Linked DNA regions of Mus musculus: region 2 is linked to region 1. The links are chromatin contacts, called in public HiChIP or PLAC-seq maps. All regions are on one chromosome and are shown on one strand. Each heading gives the region's core, a stretch centred on a gene start, on an enhancer-like site or on the middle of the called end of the contact. The rest is flanking DNA. Distances are from core to core; before and after follow the strand shown.

Region 1 (5,431 bases), core at 841-3,340:
TTAAACACTTTTGAGGTTAATGTGTGTTGTAACTTGAACATTGCTTTCTTCCTTTTCACTGCTGTGTAGTATTCCACAGTCTGAGTGAGCCTTATCTATCACTCGTGTGTTAGTGGCAGTCTCTTTATCTTTGACAGGCTTGTGCTTTTTAGGACCTGCTGCTCTCTGTATGTGCTGCCCAGAAGGAAACGAATATGCACATTCCATTTGCTGGTAAATGATGGCTTCACAGTATTTTGTTTGTTTTGAGAGGGTCTCGCGTAGCCCCAGCTGTCCTCAGATTCACTACATCTCAGGATAACATAAGCCTCCACCTCCCCGCTGCTGTCATTACAGACATGCTCACTAGCCTTTATCTAGTGCTGGGCACAGAACCCAGAACTTCACGCACGCTAGGCAAGCAGCATCGACTACACCTGATCCGACATAGCTTAGTGCCCTTCTTATATTCTTTTGAAATTCTGGGTGATGGTGGGTGGGCGGGCGCATTTGCAGATGGAAATTATCATTAACAAGCTGATCAAGTGGGGCTTGGTGAGGCACACCTATCATTCCTGAACATCAGAGGTGGAGGCAGAAAGATCAGGATTTTCAGGCTAGCCTGACCTGTAGTGAGACCCCCCATCTCAAAACCAAAAGAGAGCCCTCCAAAATAAATGAGCTTGCCAAACTACCCAGTGTGGCTGTGCCGACACATGTGCTGTACACACGCCCATCCAGGGACCTGGTGGGAGCCCCGACCGGAGTGTTCTGGTCCAGAGCCCACTCCTGGGGAAGGACAGTGGGGCTTTGGATAGAAACCATGTGCTGCTTTCTGAGCTTGAGTACACAGTGCCAGTGGCTTCTTGAGGTCAGAGTGCATAGCCTGGGACAGTGAAAGACAGCCAAGGATCAGGCTGGCAGTTCAAGCTCTTTTGAAAGACTTAGCATTAGGAAGGAAACAGGAGTCTTAAGCAGCGCATCCTCTTCATGTATGTGCCCCTGCGGAGAACTTTTTATGGGAGGAAGGAGGAGGGATTTTTCTATGCCTTTCTCCTGGCTTGCATTCAGCACTTGGTGACTGTCCATGCCTAGACCCCCTCCCCATGTAACATGGAGAGCCCGCAACACCAGGAGTACTGGGCACCTGGAAGTGTCCCATAGAGACGGAAGAGGAGGCGGAGCTTCTCCAGCCCACCTTGCAGTGAGGAGTCATGGGCTGTGAGTTTGCCTTCCTGCCTGCTGCCGTCTCTCAGCTGGCCTGAGGCCTTGGTTCCAGCAGGATCAGGAACCTGACCTCTGATTGGGAAAGTCTATCAGCTGGCAATGAGTAAGGGTTCACTGGTATGTTTGTGGGTGTCAGCCTGTCATTAAGAGTTTTCCCAGCACCCCACATCAGAGCAGTAGTTAGGACAGTGTGGGCTGGCTACACACTGCAGCTGTTTGGCAAGTCTCCTTACTTAATTAACAGAGGTAAATACTGCAATGCTCAGAGTTAAGTTACTGATACATGTCCAGGTGAGCCCTCCCTTCCTGAGATTGTGGACTATGATGTCAATCCTTAGACCTTGCACCTTTTTATTGTTGTATAGTATTCCACTTCATGGATTACCCAACCTGTCTATCTAGGTTCTTTTTGAGGGCTGTTTGTGTTGTTTCTAACTCTGAGTAAAAAAAAAAGCAGCTGTGGACATCCATACAGAATGAAGTTGTGTGTCTTCCCCCCCGCCCCCGTTCATTTATTGGGTGTGTGACTGTGTAGGCGCACATGTACCATGGTGTACATATAGAGGCTTAGACAGAGTACGAGCCACTTCTTTCCTTCCATCGTGTGGGTCCTGCGGACTGAACTCAGGTCATCAGGTTTGGTGGCAAGCACCTTTACAAGCTGGGTCATTTGGCTGGCCCCTTGTGTGCTTTCTCCTCTTGTGGGTAAATGCTTACAAGTGACATGCTGGTACCTAAGATAGTTGTATGCCTGTAGAGGAGCACATAGTTGCTTGCTATGAGTTGTATTGCTTTTGTGTAAATCTCTGCCCTCTCCTGTGAGCAGGGTGCTTGCTGGTCTACTGTGTCTGCTGACTGCACCATCTGTCTCCAGAGTCTGGGCCATGCTAGGCTCCTCACGTGACAGCTCCTGCTTCTGACTCCTCTCTGGCCTTTGTTCTCCATTGAACACAGGGAGGAAACACTTCGCTTATCATTTTCAGCCCTTTGGTTTTTGCCTGTGAATGAATAAACACAAAGAGATCATGAAACTTGTTTTTGACAGGCAGTGACTGTGCACACCTTTAATCCCAGTACTTGGGAGGCAGAGGCAAAGGCATCTCTGTGGGTTTGGGGCCAGTCTGGTTTACAGAGTCAGCCCTAGGACAGCAGGGCTGTGTTGTAGAGAAACCCTGTCTCAAAAAGAAAAGGAGAGAAAAGAAAAGAAAAGGAAAGAGAAAGAGGAAAAAAAAAAGAAAGAAAGGAAGAAAGAAAGCAGGTTTTCAAAGGTCATACAGTTCATTGAACAGTCAATGGAAAAGGGACAGAGCCTTCCTGCTCCTTTCTTCCCAAAGATAACAGACAAGCAGCATTTCATAAGGCAGGCCCACCAGGCTCCCGCAGCTCGAGGGCCCTCTGCTGGTGACCTTTCCCATGGGATGTCCCTGGCTCTGCACAGGAATGCTGGGGACCTGACTCAGTGGGCAGGGTGTTGCCTAGTGGGAGGGAGTCGTTGAGCTTAATTCCCAGCACTATCTGAGCAGTTCACCTAGCACTTGGGGCATGGAGGGCAGGAGGATCAGACTTTCTGGGTCAGCCTGGGCTACATAACACACACACACACACACACACACACACACACAACCCACCTCTTGTTTTTGCTTTTCTGAGACACAGAAAATATCTCCAGGGAAATTTTGATCCTCCTGCCTCAGCCTCTTGAGTCTGAGATAGTAGGCTTGCACCATCATGTTCAGAAGCAACCTTCTTGTGAGCCACTTGAGCCACTGGTGGGTCCAAGACTCCTAGCAGCTGGAGCTCCATGGTGTGGGCTGTGGAGTGTGGGCAGGCTGAAGGCATGAAACAGAAGGACGGGACACCCCTGGCTTTCTTTCATTTTTTTTTCTATAAACCTAAAATTGTGAACAAGGATATGGTCTTGGGAAAAAGTGAAAATCAAAACATAATAGCAAAGCTGGGGGTGGGAGCAGGTGGTGGGGAGATGGCTCACAGTCAGAAGCGCTCACTGCCCTTACAGAGGGGCAGGGTGTGGTTCCCAGCACCAACTCTGGGTGGCTCACAATTGCCCAAAACTACAGCTCCAGGAGATTTGGCACTAATTTCTGTGCTCTGCAGGTACCCACACATGTATTGTACATATGTGTATTTGGCTGTTTCACATAAGTGTACTCAGGAACATACACATACAAAATAGCAATCTTTAAAAAGAAACACAAAAATAAAATCAGTGTGAAACAGTATCAAACAAGAAACAAGTGCTATAGGTGTGCAGTGAGCACTTAGCTCACACGGGCAAGGCCCTGGCTTCTGTCTCCAGAACAGAGAAAATAAATTCTTAGAAGGATGTAGGCTTCTGACCCAATAGTCCCGGCCTATGTGCAGTAGGCCTGGCTCATGCTCTGGTCATTGTGCAGTGAGAGGAAGTGACGTCACGTTAGCGCCAGGAGTGTAGGCGTGGGAATAGGAAGTGGGGGCAGGGTCTGCATCAGGTGCTTGTCTGCATGAATGCTGTCCCTTATCCTGGCTCCATGGCCAGCTGACCAAGGTTTGGCCCTGTAATACTATAAACGTGAAGCGATGAGGCCGGGTGTGGAGCTCCTTTCTTGTTCTGGAATGACTGCAGAACCATGAGCTACCAATGGCTGGGAGGACGGGAGGAGGGGCCACCCTGGTGATTCTGTTGCTGCGGTGGGGCGTAGGCACCGGTTTGTAGAATGCCCACTCTGTCAACATTTCTGTGTTGCCTGGAGCCCACACAGCAGAGATGGTAGGCTTTGGCTCACTCTCCTGACTCTGGATGGGGAGAATCCAGACTATAGGCTGAGATAGACTCTCCCAGGGGAGAAGGTGGAGATGGGCCGAGGAAAGCCACCAGGGTTAAAAGAGCAAGGCCTCTTCAGCTAGAGTAGATTAAAACCCTCAGAAGCTGTGTGAGGTTGGGGGAGTGACTTACCTACTCTCTCTGAGGCCTGCTCCACCTGGGGGGGGGGGCATGGCTGAGGCACTGATGGAATTGCTCCATGTGAGGGTTTTATCAGTGCTAGCTACAGCTTCCTGGGGACAGTGTTCTTATTATTACTGTTAGGATCTGTTCTTGGAGGCCACAAGAAACTGCCCGGCACTCCCTGGCCAGCACTGTTTCAGTGTGCATGTCACCTGTAGGTGCATTTTGTGTCCCCACTAGGCATGCCACCCTTCAGACAACCTTCTGGGACTCAGCTTTCTACCTCTCCCTGAAGTCACCATGGCAAGCACCATAGGCCCCAGAAGCTGTGATTTCAGCCTTGTGGATCAGGGCTCTGGACAGTAACAATGTTTGGGATGGGAACACCACCTGTTTGAAAAGGAAGGCATATACAAAAGACCATATGCCACACTGCTTGTGTGAAATATCCAAAGGACACACCCATAAAAATAAAAATGGTGGCCAGGGCCAGAGGCCAGAGGCTCTGGATTAAAGATCTTAAGGTTTCCTTTCAAAGCAATTTAAACCTGCCTGTGTGATAGATGCACAAGGCTGTGGCAATGCTGAAGTATTGTGCACTGCATTTCTCTGTGTGTGTATGTCTGTGTGTGCATGCACACGTGCACATATGGACTTATGTCCTTATATCTGGCTCTTTTTACATTTTTATTTGTGTGTGTGTGTGTGTGTGTGTGTGTGTGTGTGTGTGTGTGTACATGACCACAGTGGCCAGAAGAGGGCTTTGATCTCCTGAAGCTAGAGTTACAGGCAATTGTGATCTGCCCAACATGGTGCAGGAATCTGGACTCTTCCCAGACCCCTTAGCTTATGAAACTGAGTTTCTTATTAAATCTGAAATTCACTACTTTGGGCTAGCCCATAGACTAGCCAGCCCGATCTGGGCTCCCCCTCCCCAGTGCTATGGTTGTAGGTGTGAGCCACATGTCTGGCTTTCATGTGGCTGGGAGTTGAACTTAGGTCCTGTCTTAGTCAGGGTTTCTATTCCTGCACAAACATCATGACCAAGGCAAGTCTTATAAAAACAACATTTCATTGGGGCTGGCTTACAGGTTCAGAGGTTCAGTCCATTATCATCAAGGTGGGAGCATGGCACAAGCAGAGCTGAGAGTTCTACTACTTCATCCAAAGGCTGCAGGTGGAAGACTGACTTCCAGGCACCTAGGGTGAGAGTATTAAGCCCACACCCACAGTGACACACCTACTCCAACCAGGTCACACCTATTCCAACAAGGCCACACC
Region 2 (5,431 bases), core at 2,055-4,554, 41 kb before region 1:
CAGGCATCATCCTAATGTGATGTACTGTCCCTTTCGAAGGCTCTCCCACATCAAGGCCTGATGATGGCGGTCATGATGTCAAGTTTCTGTCTTTTGGTGTTTTGTTTTGTGGTTTTGTTTTTCGAGACAGGGTTTCTCTGTATAGCCCTGGCTGTCCTGGAACTCACTCTGTAGACCAGGCTGGCCTCGAACTCAGAAAGGTTTCTGTCTTTTAATAAAGCACACTTCTGGGGGCTGGAGAGGTGGCTCAGCAGTTAAGAGCACTGACTGCTCTTCCAGAGGTCCTGAGTTCAATTCCCAGCAACTACATGGTGGCTCACAACCATCTGTAATGGGATCTGATGCCCTCTTCTGGTGTGTCTGAAGACAGCTACAGTGTACTCACATAAAATAAATAAATAAATTTTTTAAGTGCACTTCTGAGGTAGGGGCTTGTGCCAGCTCTTTCCTGCTTGCTCTCCTCTTGTCTAAACCCCTTATTTAGATTTTTAAAGAATTAAGAGGCTGGGGATGTGGTCTAATGGGTAAGTGCTTGTTGTTGGACCATGAGAACTGGTATGTGGACGCCCAACCACAGAGGGAGTGAGGGAAAGGTAGCCACCCACCAGAGCTGAAACAGCAGCTCCAGGGTTTCTGAGAGACCTGTTTCAAAATATCAGGTGTCTTCTTTGATTGTTCTTCATTCCCCCCCCCCCCCCCCCCCCCCGTTAACTTCTGGCTTCTGCACTCACACTCGTGTACACACACAGAGAGAAATAAGCAAAACACACACACACACACTTGCTTTCATGTACATACAAACACTGCACCGACACACATGGAGATAAAGTTGGGTGTGGCAGCAGATGCCTACACCAATACCTTTCGTGAAGAAGAGAAGAACGGAATGAAGGAAGGAAGAAAGAAAAAGGAAGAAAGGAGTCAGTTTACATAGCATAAAATGTAACCTTTTAACTGTCTTTGAGCTCCCCATCAGTGGCACCTAAGCATTCGGCACCGTGCACCCATCACCACTCTAAGCATTCAGCACCGTGCACCCATCACCACTCTAAGCATTCGGCACCGTGCACCCATCACCACTCTAAGCATTCGGCACCGTGCACCCATCACCACTCTAAGCATTCGGCACCGTGCACCCATCACCACTCTAAGCATTCGGCACCGTGCACCCATCACCACTCTAAGCATTCGGCACCGTGCACCCATCACCACTCTAAGCATTCGGCACCGTGCACCCATCACCACTCTAAGCATTCGGCACCGTGCACCCATCACCACTCTGACATCCCTGGCGGTGGCTTCCCCTGCTCCTCCCGATCTTTCTAGCACCAACCAGCCACTAATCTGCTTTGTCCAGGAATTTACCTGCTCTGGGCGCACTTGATGCAAATGAGACCATAGGATAAATGGTCATTGTGTCGGCCTTCTTTCACCCTGCACAGTGTTCCCAAGATCTCCGGGCCATGGTGGCAAGCAACAGTAAATTCTTTTGTTAGGTTTGGATACCTCTTACTCTTTGGCACACACATATGGTACTTTACATATCCACTGATCTGTTGACCACTTGGGTTTTTATTTTCTTCAGCTTTGGTGAACAGCAGGGCCCACAGCAGTCTTGTACAGACTTACACGTTGGAACACTTGTTTTCAGTTGTGTGTGCCACCTGGAATCAGAACAGCAGCTGCACCCTCTCACGTGTACCAGCAGTGCACCAGGGAGAGCATTTCTTCCCTTCCCTTCCAACGTTATTACACATAAGCACACATGCACAGATGCGTGTAGACAGGCCAGAGGCCAATGTCACATGACTTTTTCAATTGTTCTCTGTGTTTATTTTTTTAATTAAAAAAAATTTAAGGGAGAGCTTGAACCCAGTCTGTATCCCAACTACTCGTCCCATACCACACATTAAGCATTTGAGGTACCCATGTTTGGGGAAACCCTAGGAACAGCATGTGAGGAATACAATGGATAAGCCTCACCCAGGGAAAAGCAATTACATGACCATAATATGGTATTTCCTTTGCCAGGTGTGCTCCATTATACTTTTTGGTATAGAATCTCAATTGAACCAAGGCTCTCCAGTTCTGTAGTCTGGCTGCCAGCAAACAACAGGGATCTTCCTATCTCTCCCATCCCAGCACCGAAATTACAGAGGAGGATTTAGGAGGCAGGGCCTATCTGCTAAGGGTGGCCATTGAAGGTTAACTCTATTCCTTGTCTCTGATCACTCCCTCTTCTCCAGCCTGGTCTACTGTAATGTGAGTAGCATCGGCATAGCTTCAGCTGCCATAATCTCAACAGCTTTGCCAAATCTTTCCCACGGAGATGGACTGAAACCCTCTCACACTGTGACCCAAAATAAACCTTTTCTTCCTGCAGCCTTTTCTGTCTGCTACTGTGCTCACATTAAAGCAAGGGGATAAAATGTAAGCCATGCATGGTAACATACACTTTTAGCCTCAGCACTAAGGAGACAGAAGCAAGCAGATCTCTGTGAATTCAAGGCCGGGTGGGGCTACACAGTGAAACACTACTGTGAGCTTGTGTGCGCTCACGTGTGCGTGCACCCCCCCACCCCCCCCACACATGTACGTTGTAAGAATGTTTTTTTTTTTTTGTATGTGTGGGATGAGTTGAGACAGGGTCTCATTGTGTATCTGAGGTTGGCTTCAAACTTCCTATGTCTCTCAGATTAGCCACATTTTTTTTGAGAAACTGTTCAGCCGTAAAATGTGCTGGGCTTGTGGCACTATACTCATTTATGGGCCGCTGGGTATGAACCCTGTTTTCATGCATGCTAATGTTAGCCCTCTAACAGCTGAACTGCAGTCTGGCTAGTTTTTGTTTTTTTGAGACTGGTCTCACTATAAAGCCTTAGCTTGCCTGGAACTGTTTTAGATCAGGCCGATCTTGAATATACGCCTCTACCCTCAGTACTGTTCATCATATAATTTTATTCAAATTATAAACTTTCATCAGCTACATAACATACAAATGTTGTCTCCCATTCTGTAGGTTGTCTTTATGCCTTGACTTTGGTGGAGGTGTAGTTGTGGCTGTTAGAAACAAAGAATAATCTCTCCCCTCCCTCTCCCAGGCCTCGCGGCTCCAGAGTCCGCCTCCCGCCCGACCTTTTGGCCCCGCCTCCGCGCGCCCCGCCTCTCGCCAGCCCACTCAGGTCGTAGCTTCATCCCTACTCCTCCTGCCTCAAGGCTGTTACTCCTCCCCTCCTAGACCCCACCCCATCTGGCCCTTTCCAGCAAGCCACGCCCCGAAACATCTCCGCCCCCGGCTCGCCCTGCCTCCCCGGAGCCCTCCCGGCCCGCGCGCGCGGCCAGAGCAGACCTCCCGGCTCGACTGGCGGCGCGGGCAGCGGTGAGTGCGGCCCTGCTGGGTGCCCGGTGGGGAACACCAGATTCGGGGCGCTGGGCACGGGGCGGCAACAGAGGCGAGGGTCGGGCTTTGCCACCTGCCTAGAGTCCCGGGGCACCGCGCTCTCCTTGGGGGGCGAGCAGGGATGTCGTGGGACCCGGGGTGGCGCGCTCTGGGCGGGATTGAGGGCGAGGGGTCCCAGCAGTGCGGTTGTGTTTGGTTCTCAGTCTCGGACTACCCAGCTTCCGTCCGAACCTCACCAAATGATGCCCCTCGGGCTTATAGGAAAAGGCGCGACTTTCTCTAGTAACCTTTAGTATCTAAGTTGCGATTTGGAGAACGCCCCTGTGTGTACTCTGAAAGCAAAAGCGAATAGAGAAAAAGTAGAGTAACTTTCCAGATGCTCTTTAGCTGTTCCGGGCCCACGCGTCTTTTGCTCTTATCCCTGTGAGTTTCACACGGGTTCCCAGACCGGTGCGAGCGTATCGGAGAGCAGGGGAACTTCAGGATCGCGGAGTCTAGAGCCCAGGCGAAGGAGGACGTGACCCCCGCCTGTCCTGCCAGCCCAGTTCTTACTTCCCAGTGGTTTCCAGGTCCGTGTGGGTCTAGACGGTGCTTTTGATCGTCATTCGGTATCGTGCCCCCAGCTTTCCGTTGAGGTTTAAGAGGAAGAGGTGAGGAGAGCATGGGTGTGTTTTAGAAAGGGTCGTTTGGACATTCCCTACCTAATACTTTGTCGGGTTTGTGCTTCCGGAGAGTGAAGCTGATGTCATTCTCTGTTGGACTGAGCGGTAGTCATTGGGAAATAGTTTGTGGAAGTCACGGGGCTCTCTAAGCTCATCCCCTTTTTGCTGTTTTGAGACGGTCTTAGATAGTCCAGGCTAGCATCCCAACTCCATATGTAGCTGAGGCTGGTCCTGGACTTTTCTGCCTCCACAGTGTTGAAATTACAGGGTTGTGCCACTGAGCCGCTCCTCCAGCCTTTTCTGAATTAAACCGTCCTCCCCTGAGTGAGCTGAAGCTGGTTCAGGGACTCCTGGACTCCATATTGGAGTCCTTTGAAGGAAAATCATTTCTACCACTAGGTGCTTGCCTCCTCTTCTGCCCTCCGCTCCAGCCTTCTCAGATTGGCTCTTTTAAAGTAGAACTAATGCAGAGAGAAAGGAGCTGAGTGGTATCACTAATTCCTCCAGCGATTGGCTTTATCAGTTGGATCAGGATCCAGAGGGTGTGTCGCTTGCCTTGCCTGACCTAGAATAACACCCATACTTCATCTTCTCAGCCAATCCTTGTTCTGCCTTCTAAAGGTGTTCAGGCCAGCTCAGAAATATTTGTTGTAGATCTACTTACTGTGGGAGAGGCCCATTGTCCTCCTTCCTATTCCACTAAAGGCATTAATAATGAATGGTTTTATTCCTGCCTGAAAAAATATCCTTATGATAGTTTACTGAATCAAGTGACACAGTGATTGGTATCAGATCCACCCAGTGTCTTGAGTCTCTAAGATACTAGACTCCCTAGATAGTAGCTCCCTTCCTTTGGCGGATACATTCCTTTGTCCATCAATACTTTTATGGCCTGGCCGTAGGAGGGGAAAGGGCTACCCCTTGTCCTTTGAAAATGCTGAAAAAATGGCTCCTGGCCCTAAGTGGCTTATGCTATGGGCGAAAAGCAGGCGTGCTGTTGAAAAGTTCAGAGCTTAGCTCAGAATCCCAGCTTAGGCAATTGGGAGATGTTCCTAGACAGGGAAAGTTGTATGGGAAAGCTGAGGTCTGAGCACACTGCACATAAGCAGAAAGGTCTCAGCAGAGCTGCAGCAGAGGTGTAGACAAGTGCAGGATGGAACACAGTAAGAGCAAAACCTGCTGAGTGGAAGGGGCTGGCCATAGGCAGTTCCTGCTTTCCTGCCTTCCATTTAACCCAGTCATTCCTACTGATGTCGGCCTCACGCTGAAGTGAGAATGGGCAGAACCCCTCCCCCCACTTCAAGTTTTCCTGCAAATTTCCCTGAAGCTCTGGTGAGGGTGGAAAGTAGGAGGAAGCCCTGGAGTCTTG

The links. HiChIP or PLAC-seq counts read pairs in DNA pulled down with a chosen protein or histone mark.
Region 2: an H3K4me3 HiChIP or PLAC-seq map of intestinal villus epithelium shows a contact between it and region 1, with 15 read pairs. The contact joins the promoter of Litaf here to the enhancer-like site in region 1. A contact is called at or near these places in 2 of 39 promoter capture datasets (macrophages and neural stem cells), 3 of 15 datasets of contacts at CTCF or cohesin (CD8 T cells, the NIH/3T3 cell line and embryonic stem cells), 16 of 484 Hi-C or Micro-C datasets (CD8 T cells, the HL-1 cell line, Sertoli cells and 8 more), 17 of 115 datasets of contacts at active chromatin or transcription factors (CD8 T cells, the HPC-7 cell line, bone marrow-derived macrophages and 9 more) and 3 of 9 other capture datasets (adipose tissue, liver and pancreatic islet).

Annotation. Positions count from the first base shown.
Region 1 is chr16:10,948,955-10,954,385 of GRCm38.p6, reverse strand. No RefSeq gene overlaps it. Among named protein-coding and RNA genes, the nearest start is that of Gm21859, 37 kb to the right of the region's middle. Within about 2 kb of position 2,090, at least 16 of the 459 cell types and tissues checked have an H3K27ac peak or open chromatin away from gene starts, as enhancers often do. A contact at or near this core is called in cortical glia, intestinal villus epithelium and liver, where this site is marked.
Region 2 is chr16:10,990,994-10,996,424 of GRCm38.p6, reverse strand. Litaf (LPS-induced TN factor) reads left to right here and starts at 3,304. Exons shown (of 4, transcript NM_019980.2): 1 at 3,304-3,379.